Linked DNA regions of Mus musculus: region 2 is linked to region 1. A link is a contact called in public promoter capture Hi-C data. All regions are on one chromosome and are shown on one strand. Each heading gives the region's core, a stretch centred on a gene start, on an enhancer-like site or on the middle of the called end of the contact. The rest is flanking DNA. Distances are from core to core; before and after follow the strand shown.

What was found. Capture Hi-C pulls out chosen DNA fragments and counts their contacts.
Region 2: a promoter capture Hi-C map of liver shows a contact between it and region 1. The contact joins two enhancer-like sites. A contact is called at or near these places in 3 of 9 other capture datasets (adipose tissue, liver and pancreatic islet).

What each region holds. Positions count from the first base shown.
Region 1 is chr11:75,560,189-75,565,838 of GRCm38.p6, forward strand. Slc43a2 (solute carrier family 43, member 2) reads left to right here. Exons shown (of 14, transcript NM_001199283.1): 6 at 711-803; 7 at 2,584-2,717; 8 at 2,803-3,005; 9 at 3,374-3,520. Among named protein-coding and RNA genes, the nearest start is that of Mir3971, 12 kb to the left of the region's middle. Within about 2 kb of position 4,138, at least 125 of the 459 cell types and tissues checked have an H3K27ac peak or open chromatin away from gene starts, as enhancers often do. A contact at or near this core is called in liver, where this site is marked.
Region 2 is chr11:75,684,217-75,689,712 of GRCm38.p6, forward strand. The region is part of intron 1 of Crk (v-crk avian sarcoma virus CT10 oncogene homolog); the gene reads left to right. Among named protein-coding and RNA genes, the nearest start is that of Crk, 7.7 kb to the left of the region's middle. Within about 2 kb of position 3,700, at least 57 of the 459 cell types and tissues checked have an H3K27ac peak or open chromatin away from gene starts, as enhancers often do. A contact at or near this core is called in liver, where this site is marked.

The DNA.
Region 1 (5,650 bases), core at 2,888-5,387:
AGGTGGCTCCCAGGGTAGCATCAAGTTGGAACAAATCCCCTGGTTACACTCAAAAACTCAGTCAGGACTTGGGGAGCCACCTGTCTTGTTAGGACTGTGATTGGCACCTTCCAGAAACATACTCTGAAAACCAAAAGCAGCTTTTGCTGACATCTGGTCTTTCTGGGACTCTGATATTTTTATTTATAAAATGACACTCATTTCCCCAAATAGATTCTTATTTTTAACGGGCTTTCTCCCTTTGAGGGGTGCTTAAGGTTTACAGCTTTGCTCTCTGACAGCCTCCTTCAAATACAGCAACTGTGGTAAGCCCTGGCCTGTGTAAGGAGTGGCGGGGCAGTGTGCAGACAGTCATGTCTTTTTCTCTGTCTCTGTCCGGGAAGGGAAAAAGAAAGCTTGCCATTAATTTGTGGCAGTTGCCTAGACTGCTGTGCTGTGAATTCCACAGAGGAGGGTGGCTGAGACGTGAGGCCTGGCCATTGCTAGCTGCTCCCTTCCCTTCTCCCTTAGGCGAGGCCAACAGCCCAGGACAGCTATAAATGTACTCCAACACAAAGTCATAAAGCTTACCTAGGACCTTCCTGGCACTCTTGTAAGCTCAATTGCGTAGTTCTTTGGTTTGAATTTTGCAGATGAGAGTGTTGCGTCACAATGTCAAAGGTGAGATGCACCTGTGACCTAAGCCTGCCTTTCTCCATCCATCCCCTCAGCTGCCCAATATGTTCGGCGACCTTCGGTCCACATTTATTGCCTTGATGATTGGATCCTACGCTTCCTCAGCAGTTACCTTCCCAGGAATAAAGGTGAGGGTGTGGCCAGCCCGTGGCTCTCCACCTCCCAACTCACGCTTTTCCCTAGCATCTGGGCAGAGGCCTCCACCTAGGCCACTGCAGCCTCTCTGAAGAGGTCCGTCATTGTGAACACTAGGGGTGGCTCCTCAGCTGCCCCTCCCACCTAGGCAGGATGCACCTGGCACCACAGGAGCAAGAAAAGAAAACCCCTGGGCCCCGGAAGAGGGGAGCTTGAGTGTTGTTCTGTGGTGTGTGACCCCAGACTGCCTGGGGACAGGAAAGGAGGGTGGGTGAGCTTGCCTCCAGGACACTCCAGCCTGTTGATGTTGGGCTGTTGCTGCCCAGTAGCCAGAGCTCTGCTGTCCGCCAAGTTGGTTCAGCTGTTTCCCTCCCAGGCAGAATTCTGAGCCTGTGGAAGTCACATGGCATCAGGAAGAAGCCTAGGCTCAGAGTCTCCTAGGCTTCTGTCAGGAGGTCACCAAGGGCTCTTCTCTCCCCAAGCACTGGCATCAAGTAGAAGCCCACTTCGGGGGGTATGGGGCTCTGTGATGATGAGAGGGGGCCTCAGATGTAGGCTGGGAACCTGGGGGTCCACGTGCTAGGTGGTAGGAATCTGGCCAGCCACCCTGTGAACTTCCTCTTGCTCCTGGATGGTGGCAGAAGCAGACGCTCCTTGGCTTCTGTGTAGAATGCTAGCCTCCGCCCAGGGAGCTGGGCAGGTACATGCTAAGGCACTTAGAGGACCTCACGTTGGGATGAAATGGGGATGATCAAGACAGGCCTAGGGGCATGGGCCTGTAATGACAACTACTGAGAAGGCTGAGGCAGGAGGGCATGGAACGTTCAAGGGCAGCCTGGGCAAGTTAAGTCTCTACTTATCTCAGCTTTTTTAAGGACCATGAGTAAAGTTCACTGTTAGATAGTTGGCAAGCACATGGGAGGCCCCAAGTTCAATTTCTGGTACAAAGAAAAGAGCTGGGCAGTGGTGGCGCAAGCCTTTAATCCCAGCACTTGGGAGGCAGAAGCAGGTGGATTTCTGAGTTCGAGGCCAGCCTGGTCTACAGAGTGAGTTCCAGAACAGCCTGGGCTACACAGAAAAACACTGTCTTGGAAAGAAAAGAGAGTAGGGAAGAGGAAAAAAAAATAGAAAGAAAGAAATGGTATCAATTGGTGCTGGAATGCTTGGCTCTCTGCCCTCTGCCAGGATCACCACTAATCCTGCTGAAGCACTCTCCAAGTATAGCATCAATACCTGTTTCACAGAGGCACCAAAGGAGCTAAGTCAGTTGGTCTCCTGAGTGTCTGGAGCACCTGCCCTGTGTATACTTAGAGAAGTATCAGTGGATGAGGCCGGCAGGTTCCTGTCCTTGGGGAACTAGACAGTCAAACAGAATGGCTAGGCTGCCTGTGATCCCAACACTCTGGATGCGGAGGCAGGAGGATCAAGAGTTTGAAGCCAGCCAGGGCTACACGAGAACCTGTCTCAAAACAGAGGGGGAAAAACACTCAGAAGAAGCAGAAAAGTCTTAGCCAGGACTGTTTACTGTGACCCAGCAAGGCAGACATGACAGCAATAACTCAGTCACCTTTCAAGATGGTGACATTTGATTCAAATTGGATTCTAGGTTCAGACAGGTTGGGATTATCAGAGCATGGGGTTCTAATAGCCAAACAGCTCAGATCACAGGGTTGAGCCTCTCTATATGGCCCAGCACAGTGAGAGCTCCCAACTGTCCCCTGCCCAATGCCCATTCTGGTTTCCCATTGATAACACTGCTCCCTCTTCTGACAGCTCATCTACGACGCTGGCGCCTCCTTCATTGGCATCCTAGTGGTCTGGGCTGGCTGCTCTGGCCTGGTTTTTTTCAACTGTTTCTTCAACTGGCCACTCGAGCCCTTCCCAGGCCCAGAGGACATGGACTACTCGTAAGTTAGGCATGCTCTCTGCCCTACCCTCACACCAGCCAGGGACCGGGCAGCAACCTACAAACACCCTTCCTATGGCTGCTAGGGTGAAGATCAAGTTCAGCTGGCTAGGCTTTGACCACAAGATCACAGGGAAGCAGTTCTACAAGCAGGTGACCACAGTGGGGCGCCGTCTGAGCGTGGGCAGCTCTATGCGGACTGCCAAGGAGCAAGCCGCCCTGCAGGAGGGCCACAAGCTGTGTCTGTCCACTGTGGACCTGGAGGTGAAGTGCCAGCCTGATGCTGCAGGTACCCAAAACATGACTGTCCCTATCCAGGTTGGCCCAAGAGACCCGGGGGCAGGGGGAGGGTAGCTGCATTTACACTGCAGGTCTAGCCCACAGCCCCCTTGATTGGTAATCACTGACTGAGACTCTGGGTATCTTCTCACTGCATACCTATTCTGTCTTAAAGGGGGAGAGGGACCTGGTTACACTGAGTTCCGCAGAGCTTAGGGGGTCTGCTGATGAGCATCAAGACCACAGACCTCAGCGGGGCTCTTCACTGTCCCTCACCGCCAGCATAGTCCACACACTGAGCCTTCGTCCCTTCCCCAGGCCCTGGGTGCTGGATGGGCCATATTTCCTGAACCTGAGCTTTATGCCTTCTTCCCACAGCGGCCCCATCGTTTATGCACAGTGTGTTCAGCCCCCTCCTGGTGCTCAGCCTGGTCACCATGTGTGTCACACAGCTGCGACTTATCTTCTACATGGGGGCTATGAACAGCATCCTTGAGTTCCTGGTCAGGGGGGACCAGAAGACAGGTAAGTGTCCCCCACTACACACACACACACACACACACACACACACACACACACACACATACCTCTGGGCCTTCCTTGATGCATCCCTCCAGGGTAGGGCAGTGCTGCTACTCTCACCAGCCCAATAAAGCCCTCCGTCCCCTCCAGCTTATGTACTTTGTGACCTAGATCACATCAGTAGGGCTGTGAAGTTGCCGTGTCTGAGGCCCTGCTGGCTTGTCTTGTCACGGCCAGCTTGACTGTTCTTTCATGTCCCCATCAGGGTTTTCCCGGCTAAGGAGGGAGAGGACTGAAATAGCGCTGTGTTTCGGGTGTGGGGTGAATGCTTTCAGTGCCAGTGGGGAGGACTGCGGGCTGTCTGCTGAGAACACGACCCAGAGCCGAAGACAGCAGCCCAGCCCCACCCGTCACATCCCTGATCCAAAGGGACTAGCTTGGCACTTGGACAACCTGGGGGCTGAGGGAGGACCTTTGTCCCGACTGAGGACTACGGGTCAGTGGGGGCCTACTCTATGATCGATGTCCTGCCCTGGGAACCAGGGAAAACAGAGGCTTCCCAGGAACGAAGTACTCCAGTTGAGGCTTGTTCACTCTGGGAAACAGAACTGATAACCCACAGGAAAACAGTAGCAGGTCTTGAGCTGACGAGGGGCTTTGCTGCGCAGAGAAAGTCAGGACTTCCCCAGGCCTGGCTGAGTCAGCTTTAGTCATCCTGAGCAAGCAGGACAAACACACTCGGTGGCAAATCTTTGTTGGCAGTCTCACCGGCCTGCCACTTTCTTTTGTTGGCTAACTTGTTTTTACCCAGGGAAAGATAACGCAGTCCTTGCAAGGGGCCAAATACCAGTTATCCGCAGGGACAGGAAGGCTGGCTTTCACAGAGGGAAAAGCTCCTGGCAACTAATGGCTTCTCAGAGGGGAGAAGTGGAAAGAAGCCGAATGTAATGAGCAAAAAAAAAATCATGATGGGCCTTGGTAATGACCTCAGGGCCTTAGGAGGAGAAGACCTTAAGCTTTGTTTAATCTAATGATAGTTCCCTAACTTTTTTATTTGTTTGTTTTGGTTTTGGTTTTGGTTTTTTTCTTTTTTGAGACTGTTTCTCTGTGTAGCCCTGGCTGTCCTGGAACTCACTCTGTAGACCAGGCTGGCCTCGAACTCACAGAGATCTGCCTGCTTCTGCTTCTCGAGAGGTTGCAGGATCAAAGTTGTACACCACCACTGCCTGGCTATAATTTCCTAACTTTATACCCCTGGAACAATTTTTTTTTTTTTTTGGTAATATAGGGGGTCTTGATGGTAGAGTGCTTTCTTAGCGCTCATGGCACTTGCACCACATAAGTTGCACAGCGATGACTGCCTGTGATCCCAGCACTCAGAGGTGGAAGTGGAAAGGCAAGGTTCAGAGTCCTCTGAGGTTGCAGGGCACATTGGAGGCCTGCATGGGTTAGGGGCAGTAGATCTAGATGAGCCTTGCTCGCTGCTGTTTAGCCTCTCCAGGTACCTGCCTGCTTTAGTCTCCTGTAGCTATGACTACAAGTGTGAACCACCCTACCTAGTAGAACATTTTTTGTTTTTGTTTTGTTTTGTTTTGTTTTGTTTTTGAGATGTGGTAGACTAGGCTGGCATGGGACTTACTTGGTAGACAGGGTTGGCTTCAGACAGTAGGTGGTCCTCCTGTCTCAGCCCGGGACTGGAACTACGTCACACGCAGCTTAATCTTCTGGTATTTCACTGAAATAAAAAAACCTTTCGATGGGACCAACTCAGCAGGAAGAGATGCTTGCTGCTAGCGTGGAAGTAGCACACAGTGGTCAGGAGTTGGTTCTCTTCTTCCCCTGTGCATTCAATATCCAGCACTCAGGTGGCAGAGGCAGGTGAATCTCTGTGGGTTCAAGGCCAGCCTGGTCTACAGAGCGAATTTTATCTAGGGTAGCCATGGCTACACAGAGACACCCTGTCTTAAAAAAGACAAAACGGGGGGCGGAGGGGGATGGAAATCCTGATACACTCCCACAATCTCAGGGACTAGACAGAGTGAGGCAGGAAGATTATGATTTTGAGTCCAGTTTGGCTACACAGTAAAACCTTATCTAAAAAAACAAAACAAACAAAAAAAGTGTCAGCTTCAA
Region 2 (5,496 bases), core at 2,450-4,949, 120 kb after region 1:
AGCATGCGACCCCTTAGGGAGTAATGCTGGGTAGAAAGGGAGGAGGGAAGGGCTTGAGGTTGAGATCCTTGGATCTGCAGCAGTTTTGATTACTGTGACTGGGCAACGGAAGTTTTCCACCTGTTGCCTAGTAGGTGGGTGAGGGAGCCTCAGACTTTGCCTTGGGCTGAGGATGTAACTTACAGTGTTTGCTTAACATGCACAAGGTCCTGGCTATGATCATCTTACCTCATTTTGGAGATGGTCAAGGTATCCCTCGAATGTAATGGTTCCAGAGAAGTTCTTTCTTGATTTTCTTTTTAAAAAACTATTCTTTAATTTTACGTATATGGTTATTGTGCCTACAAGTGTATACATATATAATGGATGTGTAGTGCCTGCTGAGACCAGAAGAGGGCATTAGACTCTCTGGAATTGAATTGGTTGTGTACTACTATTTGTGGGTGCTGAGAACTGAACCCAGGTCTTCTGCAAAAGCAGCACGTGCTCCTAACTGCTGAGCCAGCTCTCGGCTGCTCTGCAGAGACAGAGACGGCTTTAGTAGTTACTGACAAAAGTCCCATGGGAAGGTACAATAGGTTTATTAACTGTAGGACTTGCCACAGCTTTACTCAACTTCTGTGAATTGCAAATTTCCTGGAGAGAGTTCTGAGTTTGTCAGACTACGGCTTTCTAGGATTGCCGAGATACTGTGGTACCTTCTTCTTTGGCAGATATGTGTAGTTCAAAGATTTTTGGGTGAATTGAAATTTTCTTGGAGTTAGGTTTGTAACATGCATGTGTTTGTGTGCCCCTGGGAATGAAGGCTAGAGGTGGGTGTTGGGCATCTTCCTCTATTGCTTGCCATTTATTTTTCTGAGAAGTGATGTGTTACTATACCTGGATCTTCTCAGATGACTGGACTGGCTGGCCATTAGTCCCCTGGGATCCTTCAGTGCCAGCCTCCCAGGGTTGAGTTTACAGGAGCATGTCACCAGACGTGGCTTTTCCTTGTGAGTGCCAGAAATCTAAACTCAGATCCTTGTGCCTGTGCTGCAAGCTCCGTACACTGAGCCATCACCCAGCCTGAAATTGCACATTTCTTAAGGAATTGAGAGGGTTTCAGGGAAGGATGCAGCAAAATTTTAGACTTGCTGAGTATCTATGATATACCAGCCACTTTTTGTATGTTTATTTTGTGTGTGTGTGTGTGTGTGTGATGCATTAAGTGCTTTAGGACACATATGGGGATGAGAGAAAAATTTGTGGGAGTCTGTTCTTCCAAGTGAGTTCTGGGGATCAAACCGAGGCTGTCTGCCTTTGATCTTAACTGCCAGTACCTCTTAATATAATTACTGTAATGTTTTACTGTTATTCTGGGGGGTACATGTGCTGAGGTGTGGAGATTAGTGGGAGCTGGCTTCTGTCCTTCCATAGTCATAATCATGTAGGTTTAGGTCACCAGGCTTGGACGGCAAGCCCCTAGACCTGAACCAGCTCACTGACCTTGCCACATTTTTTTGTTGTTGTTGATTTGTTTTTTTGCAGGGATTTTGTTGTTTTGGGTTTTTGGAGATGGGCAGCACTTTAGACTAGGCTGTTCTTTTTAGATTAGACAGTTCTCTTCATCAGCCACTTCAGAAACTGTTAGATGGGTGAATGACCTGTTTTACAGAGAAACTGAGGCACAGAGAAATTAGATACCAGCTTATACAGCCAGTAAATGAGAATCTGATTCTGTCAAACTTTGGTCTACAAAGTACCTTGCCAATATCCCCTTTCTTTAAAAAAGATTTTCTTTTGTTTGCATAGTCTTTATTCATTTGTTACTTTTTTTTTTTTTGAAATGGTCTCATGTAGTCCAGGCTGCCCTGGAGCTCCCCTGTGTAGCCAAGGATGATCTTGAACTCCTGATATTTCTGCTTCTGCCTCCCAGATACTGGAGTTTATAGGCATACATTACCAGCCAGGCTTCCTTAGTCTGCAGAATCCCTCTTGGATGCAAGGGCAGCAGCCTTTACTCCATTGTATTGGACAAGTAGTGGGTATTTATCTATTTCTACAGCTTGTGTAAATGCCATAGGTAATGGAGGAGGAAGAAAGGGTTGGTAAAGAGGGGCAGAGAAGTGCTGTAGAGTTGGAAAGGTTGGTAGTGTAGCAGCTGTTGTTAATCTTGCCAGAAGTAACCAGGCCTATTTTAGCACAGAGCCCTCAGGTGTTCTGAATTCTTTGGGGAATGATACTGTGAAAACTGATGTTGCCTGAGGCCTGAACAGCTTAAAAGTAATTGGCTTTGCAAATAGTAGTGAGGTGCCTACTTAAAATAATCCCAGTTATCTGCATATTTATGTTTTTACTTAATTATTTAGTTTCTTATTATACTATATAGCTTTGGCTGGCCTGAAACTCAATTTGTAGACCAGGGTAGCCAGGAAATAAGGACATTCCTTCTGTTTTCTGCCTCCTAAGTTCTGTTATTATAGGCATTTACCACCATACCTGGCTATTTATTTATTTATTTAAAAAGATTTATTTATGTGATTACTCTGTCGATGTCTTCAAACACATCAGAAGAGGCATCAGGTCCCTTTGCAGATGGTTGTGAGCCACCATGTGGTTTCTGGGATTTGAACTCAGGACCTCTGGAAGAGCAGTCAATGCTCTTAACCACTGAGCCATCTCTACAGCCCCTAATTTTTTTTTTTTTTAAGTTTTCATGTGCTGGTTTCTTTTTTCTTTCTTTCTTTCTTTCTTTTTTTTTTTTTTTTAGATTTATTTATTTATTATATGTAAGTACACTGTAGCTGTCTTCAGACACTCCAGAAGAGGGAGTCAGATCTCATTACGGATGGTTGTGAGCCACCATGTGGTTGCTGGGATTTGAACTCTGGACCTTTGGAAGAGCAGTCGGGTGCTCTTACCCACTGAGCCATCTCACCAGCCCCCTAATTTTTTTTTGATAGGTTAATTCATAACTGTACACTCAAGCTGTAATGTAAACCTATATATAATTCAAGCTCCTTGGTAGGCTGAGGCAGGAGGATCACCTGTTGAGACTCACTTGTCTAGGTTACAGAATAAGCTCAAGGCTGGTCTGGGCAATTTTAATAAGAACCTGTCTCAGCCGGGCGTGGTGGCGCACGCCTTTAATCCCAGCACTTGGGAGGCAGAGGCAGGCGGATTTCTGAGTTCAAGGCCAGCCTGGTCTACAGAGTGAGTTCCAGGATAGCCAGGGCTACACAGAGAAACCCTGTCTTGAAAAAACCAAAAAAAAAAAAAAAAAAAAAAAAAAAAAAAAAAGAACCTGTCTCAAAATGAAACTTGCCTGGCATGTGTGAGGACCTAGGTTCAGACTCTTACTCAGGTTTGATGTAGAGGAAATAACCAATCCCAGACAGCTGTGAATTCTGTAGTTCTGTCCTCTAAACTGACCAAGTATCTCCTTCCTTTCTCTTCCTTCTGCTTCCTGCCTTTGGCTATTTGTGGTTGGGGGAGGGGGAAGGAATCCAAATGCATAGCTGTGGTGAGGTCCGGGCTTATCTGTGACTTATGTGCATTCTTTTCCCTTTTCTTCCCTTCTGGAGTTTGAATCAGTGAGGTTTTCCTGCCCCATATATCTGACTGCCCACAGTCATCAAGCCAGGAATCCCTCCTTTATTGTAATGTTAGCACCAACTAAGAATGATTTACAGGGAAAGTGTGTCAAAGGTTTTGTTTGCTGCTTTGCTTGTGTTTTGCTAGTTGGAATTGCCAAGGAAAAAGAAAAGGCTAGGAAGCCTGGCTTATACCATGCAGCATTAGCAGCACTGGAACAAGAAACAACTTATCTTTGGCTTTTTTTTTTTTAATGCTTTGTGCCAGGCAAGGTAACCCATACCTTTAGTTCCCAGCATTAGGGAGACAGAGGCAGGGGGAAATCTCTGTGAGAGTCCAGGACTGCCAGAGCTACACAGAGAAAAACCCTGTCTTGAAAAACCCAAAACAAACAAAAAGATTTATGTGCTTTGCATCTATGTATGTATATGCACTACTTTTGTACCTGGTACTCTTGAAGGCCAGAGGAGGGTGCTGGGTCTTCTGAAGTTAGAGTTAGAGTTGCTGGGAACCCAGTCCTGCAAGAGCAGCACGCATGCCTAACAGCTGAGGCATCTCTCCAGCCCATGTCTTCCTTGTGTGCTAGAGGAGGTTTTTTTATTTTTTGGTTTTTTTTTTTTTTTTTTTTTTTTTTTTGAGACAGGGTTTCTCTGTGTAGCCCTGGCTGTCCTGGAACTCACTCTGTAGACCAGGCTGGCCTCGAATCTGCCAGCTTCTGCCTCCCAAGTGCTGGGATCAAAGGCGTGCGTCACCACCGCCTGGCAATAGAGGAGCTTCTGAAACTGTCTTAAAATTTTTGTTAATGATGGGCGATGGTGGCACACACCTTTGATCCCAGCACTAGGGAAGCAGGTGGATTTCTGAGTTCAAGGCCAGCCTGGTCTACAGAGTGAGTTCCAGGACAGCCAGGGCTACACAGAGAAACCTGGTCTCAAAATAACAATAAATAAATAAATAAAATAAAAATAAAAAATAAAATTTTTTGTTGCACTCACCTTTCAGAGGTGTTTCCCATAGTGGTATGTTTGGGTCTTCTAGGCCCTGCCCTCCTCCCAGCCTCATGTAAGCACAGCAGCGGGTGAAGGGGCGTGGGGGGAAGAGTGTGTGTGTGTGTGTGTGTGTGTGTGTATGTGTGTGTGTGTGTGAGGTTGCCTTCCTTCTTAGAACACAGGTGCTTTTGGAAATGCTAGCGTCTCATCAGAACTGTCCTTATGATTTGCTATAACTCAGCAGTTTGCTGTACCTGGTTTTGTTTTGTTGCTGCTGCTGCTTTTTATAGGAACACGTCTCCCATTGCAATAAAATCCATGTGGAAAGATGCCTAAGACACGCTGCTTTGTTTCTTGCGCACCACAGTGTTCACACCTTCTTTGTGAGTTGCTAAAACCTGAGTGTAGAATTCATTTTACCACTTCTCTAATTTTAAAGTTGAACATTTATGTTGATTAACAATAATCAATGTAGGGGAAATAAGTAAATAAATATTCTTAAAAAGAAGTAATATATGGGGCTGATGAGATAATTCAGCAGGTAAATAAAAGCTTTTTCAGCAAGCCTGATGGCCTGAGTTCAATCCCTGGGACCTACATGGTGGAAGAAGAGAATCCACTAACACAAAACACTGACCCACACACATTTAATTTCAGAAAACATTTAAGAATAACATGTAAGGCCCGTGAGATGGCTCAGTGGGTAAAGGTGCTTGCCAGGCAAACCTGGCGACCTGAGTTAGATAGCTGAAACCCATGTAACAAAGCCAGATGTGACAACTCACGCCTGTCATCCTAGTGCTCCTAAGTGACCTGGAGGTAGGGATAGGAGGAGCTCCTGGGAGTTCAGGAGCCAGATAGCCTGGGGCACCGGGCACAGCACAATAAATAGAGACTTTAAACTTCTGATCTCCACAGATGTAAATAATAATAA